5 separate regions of the Mus musculus genome follow, and regions 1, 2, 3 and 5 are each linked to region 4. A link is a contact called in public HiCAR-type and promoter capture Hi-C data. All regions are on one chromosome and are shown on one strand. Each heading gives the region's core, a stretch centred on a gene start, on an enhancer-like site or on the middle of the called end of the contact. The rest is flanking DNA. Distances are from core to core; before and after follow the strand shown.

The links. Promoter capture Hi-C pulls out the DNA fragments that hold promoters and counts their contacts. HiCAR-type assays count read pairs that join an accessible place to other places.
Region 1: a contact with region 4 is called in a HiCAR-type map of astrocytes, with 7 times the contacts expected there. The contact joins the promoter of Eogt here to the promoter of Lrig1 in region 4. A contact is called at or near these places in 4 of 39 promoter capture datasets (cranial neural crest, frontonasal cranial neural crest, hippocampal neurons and 1 more) and 1 of 115 datasets of contacts at active chromatin or transcription factors (astrocytes).
Region 2: a promoter capture Hi-C map of hippocampal neurons shows a contact between it and region 4, with 6 times the contacts expected there. The contact joins the promoter of Tmf1 here to the promoter of Lrig1 in region 4. A contact is called at or near these places in 6 of 39 promoter capture datasets (the 3T3-L1 cell line, the C10 cell line, cranial neural crest and 2 more) and 2 of 115 datasets of contacts at active chromatin or transcription factors (astrocytes and stem cell-derived neural progenitor cells).
Region 3: a contact with region 4 is called in a promoter capture Hi-C map of liver, with 2.6 times the contacts expected there. The contact joins the promoter of Mrps25 here to the promoter of Lrig1 in region 4.
Region 5: a contact with region 4 is called in a promoter capture Hi-C map of cranial neural crest. The contact joins the enhancer-like site here to the promoter of Lrig1 in region 4. A contact is called at or near these places in 3 of 39 promoter capture datasets (cranial neural crest, hippocampal neurons and pre-B cells), 2 of 115 datasets of contacts at active chromatin or transcription factors (astrocytes and embryonic stem cells) and 1 of 9 other capture datasets (embryonic stem cells).

The regions. Positions count from the first base shown.
Region 1 is chr6:97,147,576-97,150,275 of GRCm38.p6, reverse strand. Eogt (EGF domain-specific O-linked N-acetylglucosamine (GlcNAc) transferase) reads left to right here and starts at 1,390. Exons shown (of 18, transcript NM_175313.5): 1 at 1,390-1,444; 2 at 2,018-2,399.
Region 2 is chr6:97,177,796-97,180,495 of GRCm38.p6, reverse strand. It overlaps Tmf1 (TATA element modulatory factor 1), which reads left to right and starts at 1,372. Exons shown (of 17, transcript NM_001081111.2): 1 at 1,372-1,614. The coding sequence starts at 1,473.
Region 3 is chr6:92,182,723-92,185,422 of GRCm38.p6, reverse strand. Mrps25 (mitochondrial ribosomal protein S25) reads left to right here and starts at 1,400. Exons shown (of 4, transcript NM_025578.4): 1 at 1,400-1,583. The coding sequence starts at 1,450.
Region 4 is chr6:94,698,765-94,701,464 of GRCm38.p6, reverse strand. It overlaps Lrig1 (leucine-rich repeats and immunoglobulin-like domains 1), which reads left to right and starts at 1,320. Exons shown (of 19, transcript NM_008377.2): 1 at 1,320-2,003. The coding sequence starts at 1,780.
Region 5 is chr6:97,117,356-97,120,055 of GRCm38.p6, reverse strand. Eogt (EGF domain-specific O-linked N-acetylglucosamine (GlcNAc) transferase) reads left to right here. Exons shown (of 18, transcript NM_175313.5): 13 at 7-93; 14 at 1,107-1,175. Among named protein-coding and RNA genes, the nearest start is that of Eogt, 30 kb to the left of the region's middle. Within about 2 kb of position 1,440, at least 4 of the 459 cell types and tissues checked have an H3K27ac peak or open chromatin away from gene starts, as enhancers often do.

The DNA.
Region 1 (2,700 bases), core at 141-2,640, 2.4 Mb before region 4:
ACTGTAATGTTCTTTTGTTCTTTAATGTGTGTTTGGCACATGTAAATGACATGCTAACACAATACATACTGAACAGGATATATATTAAACAAATTATATACATATTAAACACATACACATATAAAACACAGCTGGTCTGGAACTTGCGACATAGATCAGGCTGGCCTCAAACTTACAGAGATCCATTTGCCTTTGCCTTCCAAGTGCTAGCTAGGATTAAAGAAAGGCCTTCCCTAAAGTGCCCAGCCCATGTGTATGTTGTATGTTACTGGGGATTGAACCTGGGGTCGTGCACATGTTAGGATAGCACTCATCTCCGTGGTCACTAAGTTGTCTGGGTGTCTTGAACTTCCTTTTATTTTTTATTTTTTTTAAATTTTTTCCATGACTCAGCCTGTGGAGTAGCTGGAACAGCAGGCCTGTACCACCAGTTCTGGTTTCAGTTCTCATAGTAGCTTCTTAAAATTTATAAGACATGTAAGCCTTGTGAACTGAATGCATCTGAGCATGTTTATTTTGACACCATTAATATAAGCTGGGTCCTTTTTTTCATTTATTAGTATTGTATAGGAAGGTGTGAGTATCCAGGAGGTCAGAGAACGAGGTCAGGGAGTGGGTTCTCCCCTTTCGTGGTAGGATCCTAGGATTCAACGTGGGTCGTCAGGCTTGCTCCCACAAGCGCTTTGAAAACTCTAAGCCACCTGTCAGCCCTTGAACCCTTTAATCATAATTTAATGGCTGTCTCCCCCATGCTCCAGAAGGCATGCTGGAACTGCAAGGTGTCAAGAATGGAAGAGAATGGGAGATATGCATACACGTAATCATCACCTAAACAAGCAGTTAGAAATCATCATGAAATAGCAAAAACGTAAAAATTAAACAAGAGTAGCCATTGGACTTGGACACTTCATGGACAGGTACAATTCCCTGGAATCTACAGTATTTTCACTACCCACCAGAGAGTGTCCCACTACATCCAGTCTCATTTGAAAATCAGGGCAGCAACTTCTGCTCAGAATGGGAAAGCAATAAAATTACAACCCTGAGTGATATGTAAACAGTCCCGTAGTCTGCCTGCCTACTCTCTGGTGCTGGAGACCTGCCAAGCGCCTGGAGGAGCAGCCAGGGACTTGCACCCCGGTGTCCCACGTCCCGGAGGGGATGTAGGCGGGTGTCCCCAGTGGATCAGGCTGTGGGTCACAGGGTGTCCGTAACCTTGGCTGATGGGTGTCCAAGAGTGCCTTCCAGACTCTGGTCGCTGGGTGTGGTCAAGGCATTCCGGTCCGCCCTTGAGCCCCGGGCCAAGGTGTCGCGGCAGCTCCCGGGCGCCCCCTGGCCCGGCTTGGGCGCCGGAGGTTTCCGGTTCGCGGCTGCCGGCGGTGACGTCTCGTTACTCCCAAGCTGCCGCCACTGCCGCCGCCGCCGCTCCCTAGTCAAGCTGCAGGTGGGCCCCGCGCCTTCCCCGCCTGTTCCTGGCCGGCGCCTGCACCCCCGTGGGCCCGCAGCCTGACTCTGGGACTCTGATCCCAGCCCGCGGCCTTCAGCTGGTTACCAGGAGTTGATCGGTGGCTGTAGGCTAGGGAGATGCCCAGCCAGGCCTGCCCTGTTGCCTCGATCCCCATGCTGGGGCGGAGTGGCTTCTCCAGGCACACCTGGGAGCCGAGCGTCTCCTAAGACAGCTGCTTCCCCAAGCACCCGGGGCAGGGTTGGCTGCTGCCGGGCGCGAGGGGCTGACTCCGCTACACAGGGGAGGGGTTGACGTTCCGCAGACAACCGGAGGATCGCCACAGCAGGATTGCCACTTCGGCGCCTCAGGCAGCCGAGCTCTGTCTGAGCTCTGTCTGCTTGCCTACCTTGGGACTTGATAGTCTTTGAGTCCCAGATGCACTTCATCTGTCCGCTGCTGGCTCTGTTGCCCAGCAATGCCCTAAGCCATTCATGTGGTAGTCCTAGTAACCCCAGCTCTCATGGTTTACGGCGTTCAGATTTTTACCTTTTTTTCCTCTTCTCTTTTTAGGTCCGTGAAAATCCAATCAAGCCACACACGAGTGGAGCGCGATTGACCGTTTTGTGCAAAAAGACGCGGTAGCCTAACCTACTAAAGCTTTCATCCCTGCCAAGTCTTGCCAGAGAACTCAACTCCGGGAAGGCTTTCTGCCAGGCCCTGAAGTTGTACTTTCATGCACCACAGGGAACCATCACCCAGCATATGCAAGTGGGTACATGCCCTCCCTTGCAAAAGCCAACTTTCTGATCTGCTCCTTTAGATTTTCCCCACGGCCAAGGGTTACTTTTTTCCATGAATGGTCAAGTTTTGTTAACCGGCAGAACGCATTGCAGAGCTGTGGATTTGGATACCCGAAATTTAGGACCTAGTGCTCCAAGCCGCGACCTAGAAGGTTAGTCCAAGGGCTGGGTGGCCTGTTGTGATCCTGAGGTTGGCACTGGTCCAGGCAGCCCCGGGAATCAGAGAACAGGATTACTGCAATGAGAACCAGGAACAGGCTTTGGTCCTAGGAATGTTTTCTCTGCTAATTATCCTGTTGGTCTGGATTGAGTGATGTGGTGTGAAGCGGGCTACCTCCTTCCTGCTCACCACTAGTGTCTGCTCCGTGGGTTACTATGTCCAGGGGACCCTGGGCTCTGACTTTGCTTTGAGAGACTTAGTAGTGTTCATTCACTGAGGAGAATCACGCATCT
Region 2 (2,700 bases), core at 123-2,622, 2.5 Mb before region 4:
GAAGCTAGGAGAAGCATGGTGCATTCTCCATGAAGATTTCAGAGGGAGGACAGCTCCAGTGAACAACTTCAGACTTCTGGCTCCAAACCACAAAAGCATTTCTGTCATTTTAAGCCATCCTGTTAGTAGTTCTGGTAGTCCTAGGGAATGTTTTGGGGGATAAAATTACATTTCCCCTTTCCCTTCCGTCCCTCTAAACTTTTTCATAGACCTCTATTGCTCTCTCTCAAATTAAGTCTCTTTTATTAACTGTTAAGTATATAAGTGTGTATACATATGCGTTCTCAAATGCATTAATTAGTACAACCCTCAGTCTGTATGATGATTTCGGGGCTGCTCATTTGGTAGTGTGTAACCTTCCCAGGGGAAGATTTACCCCATTCCTAGCTTCGGCATTCCTTAAGTACCCGTGGTTCTTTGTGTAGGGTAGGAGTCTCTTTTCACAAAGGGCTAATGCTTGAATTAAATTTAGCCTTTAAATGCTGGTAGAAAATTTTTCTTTAGCATTATTAGAACCAAACCAAACAGCTGCTGACTGGACAAGGAAGGCCATCGACTTTAAATTTTCTCCCATGACCAAGTGTGGGAAAGAGAGCATACAAGCTGTATCTTTTAGGCAGTGTGCACAGTATGTACTGATGGGTTAATATTTTATTGCTTGCCAAGTGGCTTAACCCATCCAAACCGCTGTTACAAACTGCCATAAAGTGGCTGGCTCATAGGCTACAGAAACTTGATTTTTACTGTTCTTGTGACTGGGAGGTCCAAGACGAGCACAGCTGATGAGAGCCATCTATTTCTAGTTCATGGCTGGCGTGACCTTGGTATGTTATGCTTGAGAGGGCGTAGGCACCTCTTAATAGGGCATTCATCTCTTTCCCGTGGGTGTCACAGTCATCTCGTGACCCAGAAAGTTCCTTAAAGCCCCACCTCTTAACATAGGAGTGTGCTGATGAACGCCATTCAGATGACAGAATTAGGTTGAGAGGGAGGTGGTTTCATCTGTTAATGTTCCAGGACCTGGGGACCGTGCCCATCAAGTCAGGCATAGACATCCAGGCCAGGCGAGAACTGGCCAACTACTTTTTGAGTACCAAGATTAATAAGTGTGAGGCCTAGCCGCCGGGATTATAGCGAGGCACACGCGGCTCTGGTCGCTCCCGGAGGTCTGGGCCTCGGCGCAGATCGCGTCCCTCAGTTGAGAACGGCCATGAAGCCCAGAGGCGGCTGGTAACTAAGGGCTCCGCTCCGCTCCCGGATGTGGCTTCACGCTACCGCCTCCGTCCTTCCGTCTGGGCGGAACTCGGCTCCCGGATCTGGTGGTTGTGTACGTGGAAGGGCGGCGCATGCGCGGCGGGGCCCGGCTCAGCTGTGCGGAAGGCTCGCAGCGCCGCGCGGCCGCGGGAGGCGGTGGGGCCGGGGCCGCCGCTGAGGCCGCCGGAGCCGGCCGGAGCCGGCGCTGAGGAGGGGCCATGAGCTGGTTCAATGCCTCGCAGTTGTCCAGCTTCGCCAAGCAGGCCCTGTCCCAGGCCCAGAAGTCCATCGACAGGGTCCTGGACATCCAGGAGGAGGAGCCGAGCGCCTGGGCCGAGGCCATCCCGTACGGCGAGCCGGGTAAGCGGGTCCCGGGGTGTCGCGCCTGCCTGCCTGCCTGCTGTCGGACCCCAGTCCCGCACGCCTCGGCCCCGGTGCGGGTCCTGCTGACCTCAGGTGTCAGCTCGAGCTCTGGTCCTGGCCCCAGGCCCCTGACTACAGAGTCAGGAGCACAGCCCCAGATCCCCAATTGCTAGGCGTCTTCCGCCTTGGCGCCCTAGGTCCGAGCCTTGTAAATCCCCAGTCCCGGAGCCCCGCGGGAAGCGTTTAAGGAACACAAAAGACTTTGTTTACAAAAAGTTCACCGTCTCAAAACAACCCGAGTCAGGGATGGTAGACCCCGTGTTCTACAGAGGAGCTAACCGAAACTCAGAATGCATAACTTTCTCCAGGTGAGGCACAGTCTGTACGGGGCAGAGTCCCAAGAGAATTTGTGCTCCAAGAGTTCCCAACTGTAGCCCTTTTTGCAGCACCAGATCTTTCAGATGAACTGAAATTACTCTTTCCAGGATTATTCGGTTGCTTGTGTCTTTACGTCTAAGGGAGTCTGGAGCACTTTTCGTGTGTAGCAACAGACACTGGGGCAAACCTTTGGATGAAAGTTAACTGTGGTTTCTGGTTTTAGATGTACATTGTTGAAAACTCGGGACCTAAGTTGAATCATTGATAACGTAGTTTATGTATGACTGTAGATATATCGTGATCTTATTTCATTCTCTGTGGCACCTTGCTATTGGGAAGCTCGCCTTTTTGTGGTTGGACCCCAGAGCTGGAGTTACTAAACTTAAGATCAGATGTTTCAAATAAAAAGATACTCATTATCCCCCGCCCCGGGCGAAATCTGAGACATGGATAGTGCTGTATAATTTATTTTAGAGGGCAGGTTGTCTGAAATGGAATATGCTTTCTTGAATGCTATTTTCATTGATCATCTGTTGTGTTTTAGATTACAAAACAACATGGGTCTGAAGAATAGGAATAGTTTAAGTGGATGTGTGGTTACTATAATTTTGTACCACATTTTTCAAGAGGCAAAGTTAAACCCTGGTATCCGTGAGGATGCTAATTAGCTACCTCGAAGACCTAATCTTGCCTTAAGCTTTGTTT
Region 3 (2,700 bases), core at 151-2,650, 2.5 Mb after region 4:
ACTAAAAAAGGTTTTTCCAGTAAGTAACACCATTGTGGGGCTCACAGTGTGATTAGATACCCTGCAGCCGCCTGCTGCACTCTCAAGGGTATGCTCTAGAAGCTTACCTTCCTCTTCAGACATGTAGTTATAGCTGAAGCTTATTAGTGATGTGTTCACATATATGCAGGCAAAACACTCATACATAGGGGCTGGAGAGATGGCTCAGTGGTTTAGAGCACTGACTGTTCTTCCAGAGGTCCTGAGTTCAATTCCCAGAACCCACATAGTGGCTCACAACCATCTGTAATGGAATCCGATGCCCTCTTCTGGTGTGTCTGAAGACAGCTACAGTGTACTCATAAATAAAATTAATAAATCTTTTAAAAAATATAGACATAAAGTAAAAAAAAAAAAACTAAAACAATTTACAATTTGGTAGCTGGGGAGATGGCTCGGTGGGTAAGAGTACTTGAGGGTCTGAGTTCTGATCCCAGGATCCATGTAAAAATCTAGGTGAGATCATCTGTGCCTGTAACCCCAGAAGTGTGGGTTACAATCCCAATTGCTGGAGCTTACTAAGAGAACAGAAACACAGCAGGACACTTTTCCCCCAGCCTTCATGTGTGCACAGGACATGTCTAGAATTGTTGGATTATTTGAGCAGAGGAAAGAACACTTAAGTTTTGAAAAAAAAATACTAGAATAAAAGATTAACAGATGAAAAATGCTCTAATGGGCTTATCAGTAGACAGTTCATCTATGAAGCCTGGGAAGTCAGTTGAAAATTTACATAATTACAAAGGGAAAAAATCTTGAGAATCCTATAGAAAAATTAATTTCAGCCATAAACAGCGATTAAAAATTACAGTGGGGCTGGAAAAATGGCTTAGCAGTTCAGTGCACTTGCTGCTCTTTTAGAGGTCCCACATGGCAGTTCACAGCTCTGTAAGGTCAATTTCAGGGGACCCAACGCCCTCTTCCAGCCTCTGCGGGCACTGCGTGTATGTGGTGCACAGCCACAACACACAAGCAAAACAGTAAGGTAAAAATAAATCCTAAAAAAAAAAATGCAGCGCAGAGTGACATGTTGATTGTTGACTTGTCATATCTGTCACAACCACTCTTAACAAGCGAACGACCCCCTCCTCTAAGCAGAGTCCTTTGAGGCAGACCCTGACGCGCCAGAGCAAGCCACTCTTTCCTCCTTTGCAAATAAGTTTTCCCTTTGAATCAACAGCGACTTTTCCGTCAAGCTCTTCACTTCAGAACTGGAGATCTTGGGAGAAGATAATTGGTTTCTGTGAAGACAAAAACGACAGGTTGATTCCCAACGCTGAGGCGGCTGCGAGCCCGGGCCCAAACTACGAGTCCCAGGCTGCCCCGCGGCCGCGCTGGCCGCCGGGAAGTGCCTCCCAAGATTCCCGGAGCCGCGCTGGTCCGCGGCTTGAGGAGTTCCTGACTTCCACCATGCCGATGAAGGGTCGCTTCCCGATCCGCCGTACGCTGCAGTACCTGGGTCGCGGGGACGTGGTATTCAAGGAGTCTGTGAAGATCATGACCGTGAACTACAACACGTATGGGGAACTGGGCGAAGGCGCCAGGTCAGTGTGGGTCACAGCCCTCGGGGTTCAGTGAAAGAAGCTGAGGCAGTGGAGGGCATCCCGACTGATCCCCGATAGAAACCCGAGTGCTCCTCCACCGGAGGGATGGGTTGCGGCTGGAAGGCTGGCCCCTTGTGCGAGGCTGTGGCGCGGGGAACGCCTTGGGAGCGGAGTAGTAAGTTTCCGCACCTGTGCACAGCATGGCTTGCTGCTGCTTAGGACACTTGATGAATGAAAGGTTTCATTGACCCGTTTATCATCTCTGAGCAATGCTTTGGACCCTTCCGAACTTACTGCACATTTATTGAGCGCCCAAAACGCTGGGTTCAGTACTGGGATTTTCCACAGTACGGGATAAACATGACTGTAGATAGAAGTGGATTTGTAGAACGGATCAGAAAGAGAGAAGAGAATAATTTTCAAGGTGGAGAGTGGCCCCTGTGGCAAAGACCTTGACTTCATGAGAGCCAGAAGCCGCCTTCAAGCCATTTTCTCTGGTCAAGTTGACCCCCAAGACCTAAGATTTGCTAGCCTGGGATCTGCTGGGGTGAGGGCTCTCTGGAACCCTCTCGGTGGACCAGAGGGTTCGGGCTCTACTCCCCACTTGTCAGGAGTTTATGCATATGCAAAGGCCTCTTAACTAGTTGTATGACCTTGGGATCACACAAGTTCTCTCAACTTCTGACAGCATTTTTCCTAGGCGGAACACCACAACATCAGTGTGTTGGTGGTGGTGTGGGGTTGCTGGAGAATAAAGTGCCTGGCAGAGTGCAACAGGTGCTGACCTTGTGCCCATTTGATCCAGTAGGTGCATCTATATCTATCTGGTTTGTGGGCACAAGGCTCTGTGCTTTGGGATGGGAAGACAGAGACTTGCTGACAAGTTCTGCCTTCAAGCTTTTGGGTGGTGTGCTGTGGAGCTTTCAGGGCAGTGTTTCCTCCCCAGAAGCAGTTCTTTCACTTTTTCAAGTTTTGTGTTGATGTAATTACTTAAAGGTCTCCACCCCACCCGACCCTGTGTTTGTGTATGTGTGGATACATTAGCATTCAACCAAAGATAATGTTTCTAAGGAGCTGGCTGACTTGGTTTCTTTTTGAAATAGGGTCTCTCAGCCTG
Region 4 (2,700 bases), core at 71-2,570:
CATCAAATCGTATTTCTTGAATATGTCAAACATGTAATGAAATCCCTTTAACTGTTCGGTGTTTTTCTTCCCGATGAACAGCGTTCCTACTCCCTTTCTATAAAGCCTAAGTTAGATTTAACCGTGCTGGAACAAATGTTTTCCAGAAGACTCCAGCGCCTTAGTTTCCCTGACCCTGTGTGCAGTTCGGACATCAGCAAGTCAAACCGCCCAGAGGCGGCAGATATGTATTACAGTGCTAATCTCTTCCCCCCGCCCCCCCGCCCCACTCCATTAAGTGTGTGTGTGTTCGCGCGCGTGTGCTCGCCTATGTCCAAGCACTGTTTCACATGGCGGCTATCAATCTATTCTGATCCGTGTTTGCCAAACTAACAGGTTCTCTCTCTCTCTCTCTCTCTCTCTCTCTCTCTCTCTCTCTCTCTCTCTCTCTCTCCTCTCTCCCTCCCCCCACCTCTCTCACTGTCTATAAAGAGCACGTCACGGATAATTTCTTGGAAATTGTATTTTAAAGGCACTGATTTTCAATAACAAAACACACCACCACAGCAACCCCCTTTATCCAAGTCCAGAGCACTTCCCGAACTATCCTTCAACTAACTAGGGGCGGGGAAGTGGGCGTGCCCTCAAGATTCAATTTCTGCAGCACACAGTCATTTCGGTAGTCAAGGACACATTTCTGGATTAAAGATATCAAGAAGAACGAGTGTGGAGCACAGATGGGAAAGGGGGCCCCACCTCTGAGGAAATAGCTGAGAAACTCATGAAAGCAAGTTTTAAATCTTTTTTTTTTTTCTTTTGCAAGGCACCTGAAAAAGGGTGCTCGTTTGCTGTAAATCCACCATGATGTTTTTAGTTTAGGAGAGCAGAATAAACCTTGGGTCCAGATAGCTCCCAAACCCGTGGATTACAAACTTTCTCTCTTCTCCTAGGCTCAATGGACCGAAGCTTAGGCCACTTTTCCAGATTCTGGTACTTGGTAGCCAAAACCCTACAAGTCTCCTTTAAGAGGAGGCAGCACGCCTCTCCTTTTCCCCGCCCCGTCCCCGCCTTTCACACCTTGGGTGGGAAAAGCGAGCGGAGGCGGGACCTCAGGGAGCGAGCGCTCTTATGGGTTAGGACGCCAAAAAGGCGCTCCAGGAGCCAATGAGCAACGGGCAGGGCGGGGCGTAATGCTGTAGCCCTGCAGCCAACGTGGGCCGATCTGCGCCCCGGGGCCCCATCGGAGGGGTGTGTGAGGGCGAGCAGCCGGGGCGGGGCCTGGGGCCGCGGGGCTGGACCGCGGAGCGGCTGGCCGCTGATTGTTCGCAGCGCTGAGGCACGGTGCGCTCCGGCCGCTCCGGGACGGGCAGGCGCGTGGGGTCCACGGCTATCATCAGCTCAGCGCCCTCAGTGAGATGCCCGCCCGCGCCACGCGCAGAGGCCGAGGCTAAGCGTTTTCAGTCCTCAGAGGCGGCGGCTCTCGGCGTGCGCCCGAGCTCTGAAGGCGACTCTCAGCGCGGCGGGAAGGACGAGCAGCGGCGGCCGGGCACTCACTGCGGGACTCCACAGAGTTCGCCGCGCGCGGGGCTCGGCCCGGATGGGCGCGGGGGTGGCGGTCCCCGCAGGGTGCTGCGAAGCGGCCCGGGCAGAGCGTGCCGGCTGAGCGCCGCGGCCCCGGAGCCGACTGGAGTCGGGCGTCCATGTCCCGGCGCGGAGCCTAGCTCCGAGCGCAGCCCGCGCCCGCGGCCGCCCGCACCTCGCAGCCCTCGCTCCCCGGCTTCGCGGCGCGTTCCAGACAAGATGGCGCGGCCCGGTCCGGGAGTGCTCGGAGCCCCGCGCCTTGCGCCTCGCCTTCTGCTCTGGCTGCTCTTGCTGCTACTGCAATGGCCGGAGTCAGCGGGCGCCCAGGCTGGCCCGCGGGCCCCCTGCGCGGCCGCCTGCACTTGCGCCGGGGACTCGCTGGACTGCAGTGGGCGCGGGCTGGCGACGCTGCCCCGGGACCTGCCCTCCTGGACGCGCAGCCTGTGAGTATCGCCTTTGCCTCTCGTCCGGGCGCTGTCACTAAGACGGGGCTGCTGGTGTGCTCAGCCGGAGAGGGTGCGGAGTGCGCTCTGTGGGCTGGGGAGACTTGTGGGTGGCCGAGTGGAGGTCACGCGTGGGAGCTCGGGAGAGAGGACTCTGCTTCTGGGGTTTGAAGGTGAGCGTGATTCTGGAGGAGCCTGCCTTGCGGCGAGCGTGTGTTGTGGAGAGGATGCAGGACATGAGTGATCCTGTAAGGGTGATCGAGTGTGCCTCGTGAAGTCTGGAAGTCAGCGAGTGTGGGCCGTGGAGGTGAGCCACCGGTTTGTGATTTGAAACTGAGTGAGAGTGCTGTGGAGCGCGAAATATGTGTGTGTGTAGAGTGGAGGTGAGCGAATTTGTGTGCATGTGAGACGGACGCAATGGCAGAGTGTAGGAGCCTGTGTTGGGATTGGGATCCATGGCTGTATCTTTTCTCCTGTGCTGTATGTAACCCAGCCCTTAGGTGTCTTGAGTTCCCTCAACTTACCTTCAGTTGGTAATGAATGACAGTGACTCACATCTCCAGGGTTCATGCTATTTATACTGTGTATTAGTGAGTATGTGTTGCAGTCTCCTGATCACCAGACAATCGTGGTGGCTTGACTTGGCATTGGCCAGGGCAAAAGGGACCCTGTCCTGAAGAAGCCAGGAGTTGAGAAG
Region 5 (2,700 bases), core at 191-2,690, 2.4 Mb before region 4:
TTTTAGATCTCTGGCTGTCAGAATACAGGATTATTCAGAGCCTTCTCCCAGCATGTGCTGCATAGGCTGAACATCACTCAAGAGGGACCCAAGGTAATGGATGTGCTATGGGGTCTGAGGTAGGCTTGGGTATTCATCTCTAATGCCACCTTTGTAGATAAACAAGCAAGCCGGAGGCAGTGCTTGCTATGATAACGTTGCTGAATCTGTAGTCCTCTGAATTCAGGAGTCAGTAGCCACCGCAGATAAGCTAAAGGGTACTGTAAGAATATCCTTTATTCTCCTTGTCCGTTGTCTATTTCTTTACCCATGTCTCCCTATTTTCTCCCATTTAACTCATGTAATCCCTGCTAAAAACAATCTACCCCACAAACCAACAAAGAAGTAGTAGTGTAATGAACAGGTTTTATCTTCCATGGCTAAAGTGGAACACTTATATGTATTCATAATCAGCATATAATAACTGCACACATTTCTAGGGTGCAGTGTTATAGTTTGACACATGGCACAGTATAATTATCCAAGCATTTTTGTTACTTCAAGCATCAATCTTGCCTTTGTTGTGGGAGCATTCTAAATTTTTCCTTTTAGCTTTGTTAGAAATAGTATATTATTGTCAAGCCTATTAACACTACAGTGATTTTGACAGCAAACCCCAATTCTCCTATATCCATAATGTGTATCTGATTTCTTTCTTTCCCGTGTCCACTATCTACTGGTCTATAGTATTCTCCAGCATTTAATTGTGGACACCTATGAGATCAGCTCCTTTAGCTTCTGCATCTGACCAAGAGCATGTGCCTGCCTCATGTTAACATAATGTTAATCCATGTCCCTCTATACTGCAATATGACATGTTTTGTCCCATGTACAGTTGAGTATTAATTCATTGAATAGATGTACTTTCTTGTAAAGTAGATATATATTTTTATTTCCTGAGATAATGGATAATGGTTAAGGAGCCAGGCTACTATTCACCCTGTCTCCTTAGTGAGTTTCACCTCTCTGGGAAATTGCATTTGAGATTTGGGTTGTCTTTTTTTTTATTTTTTTTTCTATTGTCTGAGCATATCCAATATTATTCCAACTTTTCATTTTGATTGCAGGATGGCAAAGTTCGAGTTACCATTCTTGCACGCAGCACAGAATACCGGAAAATCCTGAACCAAGACGAGGTTAGTGCTTTGGTATGAACTTTTAATAGTGACTTTGCCTTCCTTGGCTAATGCTCTCTCTCTCTCTCTCTCCCCCCCTCTCTCTCTGCAGTAGAAGTTTTTATTTGAAGCTATTAGTTTCTAGAGATACATAATGGCCTGAGCCTACTGAAAACTGGCTTTTAGCTTCTCCAAACTCCCAACCCATCCAGATGTGCTCTACTGTACATGTTCACCTACATCAGCGCTAATATGGGCAAAACCAAAGCCAAACAAAACTGTGAGTCTTGTCTGGACTGCAACAGAAGGGTAAAAAATTCCCCCTTCAGGCAAACTAGTAACAACATGCAAACACGCCTTTTGAGAGATGATTGGTGTTGCCTGGTATTTCCGTAGCATCTGGCAATACATACATTGAAAGGGGTTCCATCTGCTTGAGTGGATAAATGTCTCAGAAACTGCTCCTGGGCATAATTCATTTCAGCTGCACAAAATCATACATTGCATCCAGCCTCATACTGGGCAGGTAATCATGGGAGCCTTGACAGTGAGACTGTTCTTCACTGTTAGCCCTCTCACAGCAGATGGATGCAAAAGGAGGTTGAGTGTGCCTATGAGCCCAGGCTATCAGGAAAGGGCAGGCCAGGGGATAGCCTCAAACTAGGGGGAAGAAAGTTCAGGGAAAGGCCCAGTGCCAGCACCTGCTATGGTGCAGGCCTGATACTTTCAGAATCCATGGGCAGACGGTACAAACGCTACTCCTAATGGCAAGCCCAAGAGCATGCTGCTTGTCCTTGAAGCAGGATATGGACTCCAAAGGGTATGCACAAGGGCAATGGTGCTTTGACTACATTTTGACCAGTGAACAGAGAATAAGACTCAGATATATATATATATATATATATATATATATATATATATATATATATATATATACACACACACACAAACACACGCACATACACACACACACACACACACAAATATATAGCGCCCAGGCTCACCTTAAGCTCATTATGTAGGTCTGGCTGGTCTAGAACTCCCAGTCCTGCTGCCTCAGCCTCAGGAGTACAACCTGGCTCCCAGGAGGTCTGGTTAAATGATAGTTACTGCAAACTTAGCCTGGTACAATGTTTGTTGAGACACTGCTGTGTGGCTAGAGGCTAGAGAAAGGACATATTCTGGGGCTTGCACGCACTCGTGATTTCTCTGATGGGAGTCTCCCTTGTTAAATGAAGAAGGGTCCTGCTGCCTAATTAGTTCTCTCTTGGGGGGAAATGTGACTGTAGAGAAACACTTCCATCTTGTGACTGCCCGTGTGCTGTCCAGTTGTGCATACATGCGTATGAACTGGGGGTAGCAATTAGACTGCATTCAGTGATTCGGATGCTCTGCTTACGGTTAGAGATGGTGTGGTCAGAAGTTCAGGGTGTTGTTCTCTCCCTTCCTCTCCCCTTCTCTCTCTTTCTTTGCTAGGGATTGAACCAAGTCGAGATCAAGGCATTTTGTAGCCACGGACACTGCTGATGTTGTGTAGGGTTGCCTG